Regions from separate parts of the Mus musculus genome. Here region 1 is linked to region 2. The links are chromatin contacts, called in public ChIA-PET maps. All regions are on one chromosome and are shown on one strand. Each heading gives the region's core, a stretch centred on a gene start, on an enhancer-like site or on the middle of the called end of the contact. The rest is flanking DNA. Distances are from core to core; before and after follow the strand shown. Region 1 overlaps Mapk14 (mitogen-activated protein kinase 14). Region 2 holds the start of Srpk1 (serine/arginine-rich protein specific kinase 1).

What was found. ChIA-PET counts read pairs in DNA pulled down with a chosen protein or histone mark.
Region 1: an RNA polymerase II ChIA-PET map of memory CD8 T cells shows a contact between it and region 2, with 138 read pairs. The contact joins the enhancer-like site here to the promoter of Srpk1 in region 2. A contact is called at or near these places in 2 of 484 Hi-C or Micro-C datasets (embryonic fibroblasts and nephron progenitors), 2 of 115 datasets of contacts at active chromatin or transcription factors (effector CD8 T cells and memory CD8 T cells) and 4 of 9 other capture datasets (adipose tissue, embryonic stem cells, liver and 1 more).

The regions. Positions count from the first base shown.
Region 1 is chr17:28,731,866-28,738,359 of GRCm38.p6, forward strand. It overlaps Mapk14 (mitogen-activated protein kinase 14), which reads left to right. Exons shown (of 12, transcript NM_011951.3): 9 at 5,146-5,225. Among named protein-coding and RNA genes, the nearest start is that of Mapk13, 34 kb to the right of the region's middle. Within about 2 kb of position 4,831, at least 83 of the 459 cell types and tissues checked have an H3K27ac peak or open chromatin away from gene starts, as enhancers often do. A contact at or near this core is called in memory CD8 T cells, where this site is marked.
Region 2 is chr17:28,620,236-28,626,756 of GRCm38.p6, forward strand. It overlaps Srpk1 (serine/arginine-rich protein specific kinase 1), which reads right to left and starts at 2,286. Exons shown (of 16, transcript NM_016795.4): 1 at 2,165-2,286; 2 at 1,742-1,802. The coding sequence starts at 2,177.

The DNA of each region.
Region 1 (6,494 bases), core at 3,581-6,080, 110 kb after region 2:
ACTCTGTCCTGTGGTTTCTAGAACTCTTTTCAACGCCTCTAAAGAACATACGGACCCCACTCCAGCCAGCCTAGAAGGCCTGAGGCTGTAGCCTGTGTGGTTTGTAAATGGAACACTGATGAGACATTTTGCAGACTGCTCTTTCGTGGAGTTCAATTTTCTCCATGGGTTTCTGTTTACCTCACTTTTAGTCATTGTGCCTTTGAACTAGTGATCTTAGCTTCTAAGAGCTGCCTAATAAGACTTTTTGAGGCATCATAGATCTGTTAGGTGTGTGCTGTCCTGTGTATGGCTCATAGTTGAGGAGCCCGTGTGGTTAATGTAACTTGATGATTGATTGACTTAACCTCTACAATTTTAAAGTTTATAACCTATCAGTATCAATTAGGTTCATGGTGTTGGACAGTCGTTGCCACTGATGACTGTGCTGTGACTTAGAAAACCCTTCCATCCAGCTTAATAAGAGTGGTTGGTGTTCTAGTGGTTGTGTAAAGAACAAAGCTCTTCTCTAGAAGCCTGGTCGGCTATAAGTATCAAGTGAATTCAGCTGATAGAGATTAATAGCAAAAGAGGGAGCAGGGAGCCCCAGACTGTCTCTCCGGGTGGAACCCTTACTTACTTTGATTTTGAAATGTGTGGTTAGCTAGGTATGGAGTCACTGATGCCAGCACGTCAGCTTCAGCTCAAGGACCGTAAGCTGTGTGGCCTTTTCTTTGCTGTATCCAATATAGACAATACATTTTCATACCAGAGATCGCAGACTTGACTTGTTATTTTCCTGTGTAATCAAGTATAAATTTCCTTCACGCATAAAAGACCTTTCCCCCATTGTAGTGGATGTGGTACTCCTAAGACGTGACCTATGGTCAGGAGAGGCAACTCAGCAGTTAAAGAGCATAGCTGCTCTTCCAGTCTCCAGGCTGGTGTTCAGATTCTAGCACCTGCAAGATAGTTCATCTGTAACTCCAGTCTCGGGGACCCAGTGTCTTCTTTTGGTCTCTGTGGGCACCAGGCACGCACATAGTACAGATAAGCACACAGGCAAAACGCTCGTACACATAAAAATAAATGATTTTTTACAGATGTGAACAGAGGGTGGAGGGCTTCTGGATTACACTGCTGCTGCTGCACTGATCTGCGTACTGTCCTGGGTATATTAGAACAGTCTCAGAGCAGTTCGTCCTTCTTCAAACATGCTACGGAACATCACAGATAGACAGTACCGTGCTCTAGTGAACCCTGTGTCTGCTCTGCCCAGAGGGTGAAGTAAAATGTGGGTGGTTGAGCAAACGCACTGGAGTGCACAGCATATCTAGCTACCCATTGCTCTCCATTGTTAAGTTTCCGGTCTTTTCCTCATTTTTAGTTTTTTCTTTCCTTAAACTCAGGGAGGGCTTATGTATGCCAGGCAGATACTGTACCATTGAGCTGCATCTCTAGAAGTTGGTCTCAGTTTTGAAAAGAAGTTGGACCGGGCGTGGTGGCGCACGCCTTTAATCCCAGCACTCGGGAGGCAGAGGCAGGCGGATTTCTGAGTTCCAGGACAGCCTGGGCTACACAGAGAAACCCTGTCTCGAAAACCAGAAAGAAAGAAAGGGAAAAAAAAAGAAGAGAAAAGAAGTTGCACTGCTGATACTAAAGCCAGTGCCTTAGGGTTGGAAAGATGGCTCAGATAATTTCTGAATTAAAATTTGGTATTATCGGGGCTGGTGAGATGGCTCAGTGGGTAAGAGCACCCGACTGCTCTTCCAAAGGTCCGGAGTTCAAATCCCAGCAACCACATGGTGGCTCACAACCATCCGTAACAAGATCTGATGCCCTCTTCTGGTGTGTCTGAAGACAGCTACAGTGTACTTACATATAATAATAAATAAATAAATCTTTAAAAAAAAAAAAAAAAAAAAAAAAAAAAAAAAAAAAATTTGGTATTATCATCTTACTTGAAATACATTTTTTTTAAGATTTATTTATTAATATATACACTGTAGCTGTCTTCAGACACTCTAGAAGAGGGAGTCAGATCTTGTTGCAGATGGCTGTGAGCCACCATGTCGTTGCTGGGATTTGAACTCTGGACCTTCGGAAGAGCAGTCAGGTGCTCTTACCCACTGAGCCATCTCACCAGCCCCCTTGAAATACATTTTAAACTGATGATAAACTTACTTCTTTGTGGGGAAGGAAAAGCTATCCCAGTTGTGAAGGATAGCTCACTGTGGAAATAGCAGGCTGTACTAAGTCTTGCTGTGCACTGTCACATAGCTGGGTGGCAGCTTTGCCTTAGCTCCTAAGGAGGGTTTTCTTCCATAATGTGTTTATTACCTTCCAATTCCCAGGTTTGCTGTAGCAGCTCCAGCCACAGCCCTCCTCGCTGTGCACGATGTTCATTCATCCTTTTTACTACTTTTTTTTTTTTTTAAATAAACTGCATAGAATGTTTTTCTGGGTTTTGAGGATAGGTCAGAACAGTGAGTCAAGTGTTTGGATCAGTCGGTGTTTGCCAGGCTGGCTGCACTGGGCAAGGCTGGAGAGATGCTGCTGCCACCCTCAAAACCAGGGTAGTCAGTCTGAACCAACCAGAGTGGTGGGGTGACTGGGACAGAAGTCTTCCTCCGGTGGAAAAGCAGAATGGAATGAGGAGTGAGAGGTGCAGGTAAGTTACTTCAGAGAGAAGTCCAACATGGAGTAAAACCCCAGGTCATTATGGAGAGGAGACGGAGACTCAGGAGTCCAGGTCACCTCAGCCACATAGTAAGTTTGAGGCCATCTCAAAAAAGCTTGTCCAGAAAGACTTCTTGTTAGAACAGCCCTTGGAAGGGACAGTGGGAAAGGAAAAGGCTTAATACAGGAAGAGTGGAGGCTTCCCTTACAACTGCATAAAGAGGCATAGAAGTGCCTGAGACCTTTGCCTTGAGTTGAAGCTTTGAGCCTATTCAAGAATAGTAGTTTGAGGCAAGCAGATAAAAGTTGAGTGACAGGTGTCAGAAAGGCGTGGATGTGAGGGTGAGGAGCTGGTTGTGATTTAGTCTGAGAATGCTCACCCCTGCAGACAAGGGAGAAAGGTATGGATGAGCCCTGCCTGCTGATAGATGCATGTTCTTCAGGCAGCTTGGAGGTGAAGCTAAGTCAGTTAGGAAACAACCCAGACTTCACTTTTCCCAAAGGGAATATGAAACTTGCCTCTTTAGAAAGTCCAGCTGGGCCGGGCGTGGTGGCGCACACCTTTAATCCCAGCACTCCGGAGGCAGAGGCAGGTGGATTTCTGAGTTCAAGGCCAGCCTGGTCTACAGAGTGAGTGCCAGGACAGCCAGGGCTACACAGAGAAACCCTGTCTCGAAAACAAACAAACAAAAAAAAAAAAGAAAGAAAGAAAGAAAGTCCAGCTGGTTAATAAACTACTTTGGAGTCGTACATGGTAAAATCACCTCTTGGAGGGCTGGAAGAGTCTAATTTTTTTCTATTAACATACATCCTCTTGAAGTGGCTAATCAGATATTCCTGGGGAGTAGAAATGTGAATGGAGCTAGATTTATATAAACTGAGTAGCTTCTTCCTGTCTGCAAGGAAGATGCTCAACTGTCACCATTAGCATGTCGGCAGTGTTACGGCCTGAGTGAGTCAGTGCCAGTCTCAGTCCACCCACTGTCCGCACCTGGAGCATCTCCTCTTTTCCATTTTCAGTAGCAGGGGTTTTGTTTTGTTTTGTTTTTTCTTTTACCATTCTAACTTCAGAAATATCTTGTGTGAGTGGACTTCCTTCTGGGTTAACTCGGTTTTCTGTAGGATGCCATTTTTGGGCACTGGCTCATCTTATCTTAAAAATTATTGACTGTTGCAGGCCTGTGAAAACTGGTGTGTAAATACACGAATGCACGGCCTTGTTGCATTCCAGGAAAACTCCATGTATAAGACAGGCACCAGGCTGTATCTTCCTGTCACCTTTCTAGAATTTTCTTCTGTTTTAGCAAAAAAAAAAAATGTTCAGAGGCAAAATGGCCATCTTGTTGCATAAGCAGTTCCTGTGACTAGGCAACTGTGGCTTGCAGACACTGTTCTCTTGACTGACTCATGCTTATTTTGCCTCTCTATATGCAAGCTAAATCTTCTCTATCTGTTCTTTAAATATTGTATGTGCCTTTTATGTATCAGATAATCTAAAATAAGGGATGGGGTTCAGCCATACATTGTAGTCCCAGCACTTGGATAGATGAGGCACAAGGACTCTGAGTTAAGAGGCTGCTGGGGGATTTTAGGTGACACAGGAAGGACGGCTAATGATCCTGCAGAACCTGACGGGCTCACACAGTCTCCCTATCTCACCATCAGCTGAGGTATGGAGCAGCTGTTCAGATGCTCAAAAGGGGCTGACTGAAGGCAGTGAGAGTAAATGGCCTCTGATCCTCCGGTGAACACATGCTCATTTGTTCTGAGGTTTTGGATGGCAGAATGACTATTCCGGGCCCTTTGCCTTTCTGCTTTTCAAGTCTTTAGTGAGTAGACTTTGGTTACTTTACATCCGTTATGGTTGCAGCCTGGTGTCTCCCATAGTGGGGTAGCACCCTCTGCCAGCTGGCTGTCCCTCACATGTTCTGTCTCCTAGAGGGGAGAGGGGAAGGTCTCCAGAGGGCACACTCAAGTGAACGAATGGTGTCTGGGAGGAGAGCAGGCCTCCCAACTGTCAGATTACAAGTTCCTTAGGTCAGGCCTTAGGGGGATAGTCACAAATAGATGCATAGAGTGTGCTCCGCCTCTGCTTGCCAGCACACTCTGCTTAGCTACCTCCTAGTGCCTTGGTGGAAGGGGAGGTGGAGGTGGAGGCTGGGCTCATGGACTGAGTGGCGTGGCCTCTTGTCTAAGACCCAACCACAGTGACTTTACTTCCTGCTGCATGGTGGTGACAAATGTGTGTGTGTGTGGCGGTTTTTTGAACCTTTCTACAGGAGGAGCAAGTCATGCTGAAAGTGGCCACCCTACAGAAGCCTTCCACCCAGAATCTTCCACCATGTTGGCCTTGTTTGGGGGAGGGGGGGACTCATTTCCATTATTGAGATTTTTTTTGTTTGTTGTGTTTTATTTTGCTCATTATTGTTTTGTTTTGCTTTTCACTTTTATTTTGTCCCGACATTTTCCTTTATAGTCCACCGTTAGATATTGATCAGTTGAAGCTCATTTTAAGACTCGTTGGAACCCCAGGGGCTGAGCTTCTGAAGAAAATCTCCTCAGAGTCTGTGAGTTGACGCTTTGATTGAATTACTACCCTCGGGGGCCTCTGCCACTTGCCTTCCGTCACTCTGCACTCTGACTTTGGAATGCATGTGTGACGTGTGCTGTGTGTGATGTGTGCACACATGTGAGCCTGCATGAGCCCGCTTGCATGCATGAGTGTGTTTTATTCTAAACTATCCTTATCTGGGTGTGGACTTAAGATCATGGGAACCCCTTTGGGGCAATTGTATGCTAATAAAACTGAGAGTTGAGATTCCAGTTCATTCCAAGAGATTAATGGGAAATTTGTGTGTGTGTCCTCCTGAGCCCTGACTTCTCTCTGAAGTTGCCCACGTGCTTAAGAGCCCTCTCACTTTCTGCTGAGCATCCTAATCTCTGACACTGTGTGCTAGTCTGACCTTCCCTCTCAGTGGTGGGTGATGTGTGCCTTGTCCCTAGAGGGGCTCCTCCTGGGCGGGGTCTTTCCATGGGCTCCTCTCCCACCCTCAGACCACACAGAACAGCTTCCTCCCCTCATGACAGTCTGCAGATGGCTCTGAACTCCTCCAGGAACCTTGGTCAATACAGTGAATAGCATGAGGGGCCACTTGGAACTTGTGCTTTCTCCATGGAGGCCATAAGAAGGTGACTCTGTTTTACTTTAGCCATGGTTGGTTGGTTTTTTGTTGTTGTTGTTGGTTTTTTGTTTTTTGTTGTTGTTGTTTTTGTTTTTTGGTTTTTTTTTGTTTTTTTTGTTTTTTTTTTTTGTTTTTTTGAGACAGGGTTTCTCTATGTAGCCCTGGTTGTCCTGGAACTCACTTTGTAGACCAGGCTGGCCTCGAACTCAGAAATCCCCCTGCCTCTGCCTCCCAAGTGCTGGGATTGAAGGCTTGTGCCACCATTGCCCAGCCTTGTTGTTGTTGTTTTTGTTGTTGTTGGAGGATTTTTTTTTTGTTTTTGTTTTTGTTTTTTAAGCTGTTGTCACTTTCTGGGGCCAGAAACTTTGAGGAAGCTAGGAAAGCCCCTCCTTCCTCTCATTTCCGCTTAGGGAAATAAATGGAGGAGCTAAGCCCCAGCTGTGCACGCCTAGGTTCCCCTCCTACCACTTCCAATAGAAGAGCCTTCTGCTCAGCTAAGAAGGAAGTTAAGTAGCTGTAGGCAACCAGCAACACACGAGTCACCTCCCCTGACAAAATCAGGACCCCGAATCTGCAGTGTAGCTATACATAAAGGACCCTGGAGCTTTTGAATGGGCCTATTTTATTTTATTTCCTTTACTCCTTTAAGATAAG
Region 2 (6,521 bases), core at 1,036-3,535:
GCCAGCTGAGCGTGATAGCACAAGACCAGTAATCGTGTCACTGTGGAGGCTGAGGCAGGAAGATCACCCCAAGCTCAAGACCAGCGTAGGCTACATAGTGAGACTCTTATCAAAACCCTTTTAACCAAGTGTGACGGTGCAGGCCTTCAATCCCAGCACTCCAGAGACAGAGGCAGGCAGATCTCTAGTCCACAGAGGGCGTTCCAGGAGAGCCAGGGCTACATGGAGAAAAACCAAAATTAAAATAAGAGGGGAAAAAAACCCTTTTAAGTGTTATTAATAAAACCATTTCCTCCTTCCATCAGAAAATGTAAAACACTCATATGGCTTCCCCACGGAGTGCTGAAATCCCAGCTGCTGCTAGGACAGCTCTGCCGTTTCTATCAACCATTCAACAGAGGATTCAAACCGAGTTCTAGACATCCCTAAATGGATAACCATCCCAGGAACCTGCGCACTCTCACACCTGCCCACACCTCAGCGCTCACTCACACACACTAGAAAATGGAGAAGAGGAGAAGTCGGCACTTTATCAAAGAAGTCACTGCACGGCCTCCCCCAAAAAACTTCAGGGAGTCTCCTAAGCAACACCACCCACTCCACCCCGGTACAGTCGCGCAGCAGGGTGACCTAGGAAGACTTCTAATGTGTGGCAGAGCAGTGCAGACCCAGCTTGATAATACAAAACACCAAATAAATGGGAAAACACAGAAAACAGTTCCTCTGAAACAGAGTGCTAAGCAGAGAACTCTCTAAGTCCACCCGGAGGAACCTCTGCAACTAAATGTTAGTACAAGATCCTTCGTAAAGCTAACTTCTAAGCTCACAATGGCAGTGAGCCTGCAGTGGTGGCACATGCCCCTTAATCCCAGGATTCTCAGAGCCAAAAACAAGAGGATAAATTCAAGGCCAACCTGGTCTACATAGGGAGTTCCAGGTCAGCCAAGGCTATCTCAAAAAACAAAGACGTTGGTGGGAATGGTAGCAGCTAAGCTCACTTGAATAAGCCTCCACCCAGCGTTTCTATCAGACTGTGCCCTCTTTTGTGCACACACACCCCCAACACCACTAAACCACTATTACACATCAAATCGGGCAAGTGTAGCACTAGGCCCACCAAGCCGGAATCACCCAACCGGCACCAGCAATTTGACTCTGGACATTACTCCGACGTTACTGCTCTGAGGACCTGATAGTACGGCCCGCCGGTAATGCATAACTTAGCCGGCACACCGAGTGGACAGCAACGCCACAGAGTCTCCCAGACTTAGGAAGCAGAGTAATCAGGCGCGAGGAAGACTCCCGGCCGTCCTCCTCTACCCAAGCGAGCGTGTGGTTGGCAGGGCCAAGGGTAAACAGGGAAAATTCATTCAACAATTTCCCGATGGCGTAGCGTGCGGACAGACGTAGGAGGCAAGTTAAGACGCTGCGGAGCACGGAAGGAAGAGCAGAGTTCACAGACAGGCAGGTAATGATTGCCAGCTCCGGCTGCCGGGCCACACCTGGGCCTCCTCGATGGAGTTGGCGAGTGGTGCCGGGCAGGCTCCGGGTCTTTCCAGCAGACCCGAGCCTGGAGACCCAGCTACCTTCCACATGATTCCCGGAGGGCGAATCACACAGCGGCCCAGTAACCATGTGGCGGGGAGGGGTTGGGGGGGAACCGCCCGAAGCGCACAACCCGGTAGGGGGAGGAGGTCCCCGAGGAAACGCAAAGGGCGGGATGTTGGGGTACAAGACTCACTTCCTTTGGGCTTTGTCCTTCTTGGCCTTGGTCCTTTTCTTTCGGGCCTGGAGCGCGAGCACTGCGGGAGAGAGGGATGGATGAAGGGCCGATGTAAGTGGGAGGCGGGGAGCGGCGCGAGCACGCAGGGCGACCGGGCCTGAGGCTGCGGGCCGAGCGCGGGGCGGGCTGCTCGGGGTGCACAGCGGCTGCCAGGCCCGGCGCGCCCAAAGAGGCTCGGGCCGGCCATGAGGCCTCGCCGCCCCGGCCTGGGGGCTGCGGAGCGAGGGGCGGGGACGGCGGGCGCCGGAGGACGCCGCAGCCGAGGGGCGAGAGGCAAGAGTGACGCCGCTTCAGGGGGCCGCGACAGTGGCCAGAGAGGCGCCTGGCGCCCAGTCGGGGACCGCCGTGGCTCCTCGTGGCGGAGGCCGCTCCGCCGCTCACCTTTCCGCTCCATGGCGAGACCGGTAACCGCCAGGCGCCTGCGCACTCGAGTGACGCCGACTCGGGCTCCCGCCGCGGCCCAAATCCCAGCTCTTCCTCCCGGCGCGCGCCGGCCCCGCCTCCGGGCCCGCCCGACCACGCCCCACACGGCGTCGCGCGCCTGCGTGGTGAACACAGAGCCTACCACCTGCTCCGGGGTGTACGAGAGTGGAGGGCAAGGGACCGAGGGATCCTGAATGGGAAGCTGGTTTTAGTGTCCCGCCATAAAGCGCGCGGCTTGAAGTTCTTACCTCCTGAGGAAAGGCAGGGCTCCGCAGTCAGTCGGGATTTGCCTCAGTTTCCCCGGCCTGCAAAACTGCTTAACCCAAACATATCCCAGTTCCTGTCTGAGCTGTTGTAAGGGCCAATTAAGACATTAAAGAAAATGGGAAATTAAATTGTATGTGGATACACACAGAACAAAGGCTGGAAGGAGGGAACGTGTGCCTCTGTCCTCTTCTAAAGATAAAACCTTGGGCCAGCAGCCCATGCCTTTAATCCCAGCACTCCAGAAGCAGGTGTATCTTTATGAGTTCCAGGCCAGCAAGGCATATATAATGAGATCCTGACCCAAAATAAATCAATAAGAACTGGATGGGGGGGCGGTATGGGGGACTTTTGGGATAGCATTGGAAATGTAACTGAGGAAAATACGTAATAAAAAAATATTAAAAAAAAAAAAAAGAACTGGATCAGAAGCTGGGCAGTGGTGGTGCACGCCTTTAATCCCAGCACTTGGAAAGCAGAGGCAGGCAGATTTCTGAGTTCGAGGCCAGCCTGGTCTACAGAGTGAGTTCCAAGACAGCCAGGGCTACACAGAGACACCCTGTCTCGAAAAACCAAAAAAGAAAAAAGAAAAAAAGAAAAGAACTGGACCAGAAGACAGCTCAGCAAGTAAAGGTGCCTTAAGGACCTGAATTCAAATCCAAATAGGGCCAATTCCCACAGGTCTCTCTCTGACTTGCACACAGGACCCATGGCACATGCAACAACCCCTCACCCATAAGTAAGCTAAACAATTATTTTAAGTAAAAGCAAACACTTCTAAAGGGAATTTTCTAGCTGCAAGTTGAAAGCCTTAAAGGAAGGGTGTGAATGGGAATTCTGTTTTCTCCTTGAAGAACTCTCTTCATCGTAGGACTTACCGGGTGTTTCCATACTGTCAAGTGCATGATCTTATTAGATGCTGATGTCAACTTCAGGCCAAGGTAGTTATTATCCCCATTACAGAAAGATGAGAACGTGGAAAGGATTGTGTGCTCAGAATCTTGCTGTCCCAACCCAATGATTCAGGCATCAAAACTCCTATAGTAAAGTAGAATCAGCAGGCATTTATGAGAGAGATGGGGGAGGAACATGAGGCTCTCTAGACCCCAGTATTTCTTCCAAAACATAGACTGTGGGTACTGCTGTGGAGATTTATAGTAGGCACTGAAATTCGCAATTGGAATTGTATACTTTTCATGTGTTTCAGAACTCTCCTTTAGATCTTTTTTGTGATTTTCTTTTTGTTGTTTTGTTTGTCTGTTTGGGGGGTTTTTGGTTTGTTTTGTTTTGTTTTTGTTTTGAGACAGGGTTTCTCTGTGTAGTCCTGGCTGTCCTAGAACTCACTCTGTAGACCAGGCTGGCCTGGAACTCAGAAATCGGCCTGCCTCTGCCTCCTAAGTGCTGGGATTAAAGGCGTGCGCTACCAACACCCGGCTCCACTGAAGCCTTTTCAAGTGGCGTGCATATGTCTATATTCCAGCTGGCTAGGGTAGGGGCTCAAAAACCCAGCTCTATAAGAAGTGGGACTTGGGGGCTGGTGAGATGGCTCAGCAGGTAAGATGTCTCTAAGAGCACCCAACTGCTCTTCTGAAGGTCCTGAGTTCAAATCCCAACAACCACATTGTGGCTCACATCCATCCGTAAGGAGATCCGACTCCCTCTTCTGGAGTGTCTGAAGACAGCTACAGTGTACTTACATAAAATAAATAAATAAATCTTTTAAAAAAAAGAAGAAGAAGAAGAAGAAGTGGGACTTGGGCTGGGGAGTTGGCTCAGTGCGTAAAGTTCTAGCCTGGCATTTGGATCCCCAGAACCCATATAACTGCTGTGTAGGCGAGGTGGCGTGCTGGAGACAAAGGATCTTGGAGCAAGCTGGCTAAATGAGCTGGCAAGCTCCTGGTTCAGTGAGAGACCCTACCTCAATGATCTAGAGAATGCTTAAGGAAGATGTCCAGTGTAAAAGCTCAGGCCTTCGCCGGCACAGGCACAGAGACACACTGTGCTTGCACACACAAGGGAACACATACATGCAAAACGGAGGAAGAGGAGGAGGTTGGAGGGAAGACAGGTCAGTAATCAATTGGTTGGGAAAGGAGGGTGAGCACACAGGAGCACAGACCAAGCCTGGGGGCCCAGGCACAACCTCCTTAGCAAAGCAGGAAAATCTGTCCCAGCAAGGAGGAGGCCACCACACTTGGTTTGATGTAGGTGTTGAGAAATGTGTAGGATTTTCATAGGTGGGGAAGGAGATGTCAAGCATTCCTGAAAGAAAAAATCAATTGAGCAAAAGGGCCCAGGTTGGAAAACTGTGGGTGGAGACTGGGGCCAAGAGTGACTGCGAGTATGAAGTAGGCAGGGGTGGGAGGATGGGTTTGCTAAGTTGGAGATTCAGATCACAGCATCTGCTGTACAGAACCTGAATGATGGCATTGCTGGGTTTATTGTGAAAGAGGCAGGCACTTGTTAGCCAAAGAAAACTGCTTTCTACTTTAAACTTGGGACTCAACGGGTAATAGGATCAGAAAACACCTGATGTCCTAGAGTATGAGACTGTGCTAGCCTGGGGAACTCACCCCTGGCTGGGGGGAGCCAATGAAATTCTGAGTAACTGTGTTGTTGACATGGGTCCAGCCATATCAAAGGGTTCTGATGTCTCAGACCTATGGAAACAGCAAAGCCTTCCCCAGATGGGGTTTTTAAAGGGATGGCAAAGGTATACACATGCACACATGCTCGAGTGCACGCGCGCGCGCGCGCGCGCACGCACACGCACACACACACACACACACACACACACACATTACACGTTCCAATTTTACTATAGTTACATCAGAAAAGAAACAGTCAACTTGCTGTGACTCAGCCTTCCCTTCCTCTGGTCGTACAAGTGTGCTGGATTGACCAGTGTCTGGAACAACAGAAAGCCACAAGGTGGTATCACCTTGAACCACAGCTTCCTCCGCCCCAGTGTTTATACCCCAAGACTGCTCCCTTACAGAGCTCTTCCCTGAGACTAGCTAACTAACCCTGGCTGTTCAAAATTAGCACTCTTTGTTTTCAGTTGCATAGTAGATGCCTTCCATCCTAATGAACACAGCCTGCCTGATCCCAGTTTTTCTTTGTGTGGGTGCCTGTCATTTCTTCATTGCTAAGTCACCCCAGTCAGGTTTTCAGGATCAAGCCAATCCCTAGAGTGGGTGGGTAAAATGATGACCAGGGGGCTAGAAAGATGGCTCAGAGGTTAAGGGCCCTTGCTGCTCCTGCAGAGATCCGGAGTTTGGTTCCCAGCATCCTGTAGGGCAGCTCATGCCTGCCACCAGTTTCAGGTGCTGCCCCCTGGCCGCCTCACACACATGAATACTCCAAGTGCTTGCTGCATCAGCAAGGAAAGTCCTTGCATCGTGTGGTGACTTGGTCACCTCTCGTTGCCCTTCGAGTCTTGCTGACCACCTGTTCAGCAAGAACAACTCAGTTCAGAATCTCTTCCAGTGGCCGTATAAAAGTCACTGAACTGGGGGCTGAAGAGATGGCTCAGTGGTTAAGAGCACCAATTGCTCTTCCAAAGGTCCTGAGTTCAAATCCTAGCAACCACATGGAAAAAGTCACTGAACTGATTTTTCAGAATTGGTCATCTTCTCACACACACACACACACACACACACACACACACACATTTTTCCCTATTCCCTCAGCATAATTAGGGTCTTGGTGTCTGTGTCTCCAGACTTTTTCTGACATTTTTATGAATGTTCATGTAAGTTTCTACCTTCATCTCCTATCCTAAATAAAGCTGGTTCCATCTCTGCCTTTTTTTTTTTTTTTTTTTTTTGAGACAGAGTTTCTCTATGTAGCCCTGGATGTCCTAGAATTCACTCTGTAGACCAGGCTGGCCCTTGAACTCCGAGATCCACCAGCTTCTGCCTCCCAAATGTTGGGATTAAAGGCATACACTGCCACCCACCTGGCTTCTGCTTCTTAATTTATATAAGTAAACCATCATAGATTCCTGTTCTCTTCACCACCAATTCAGAAAGGTTGCCTTTTCTGGAGT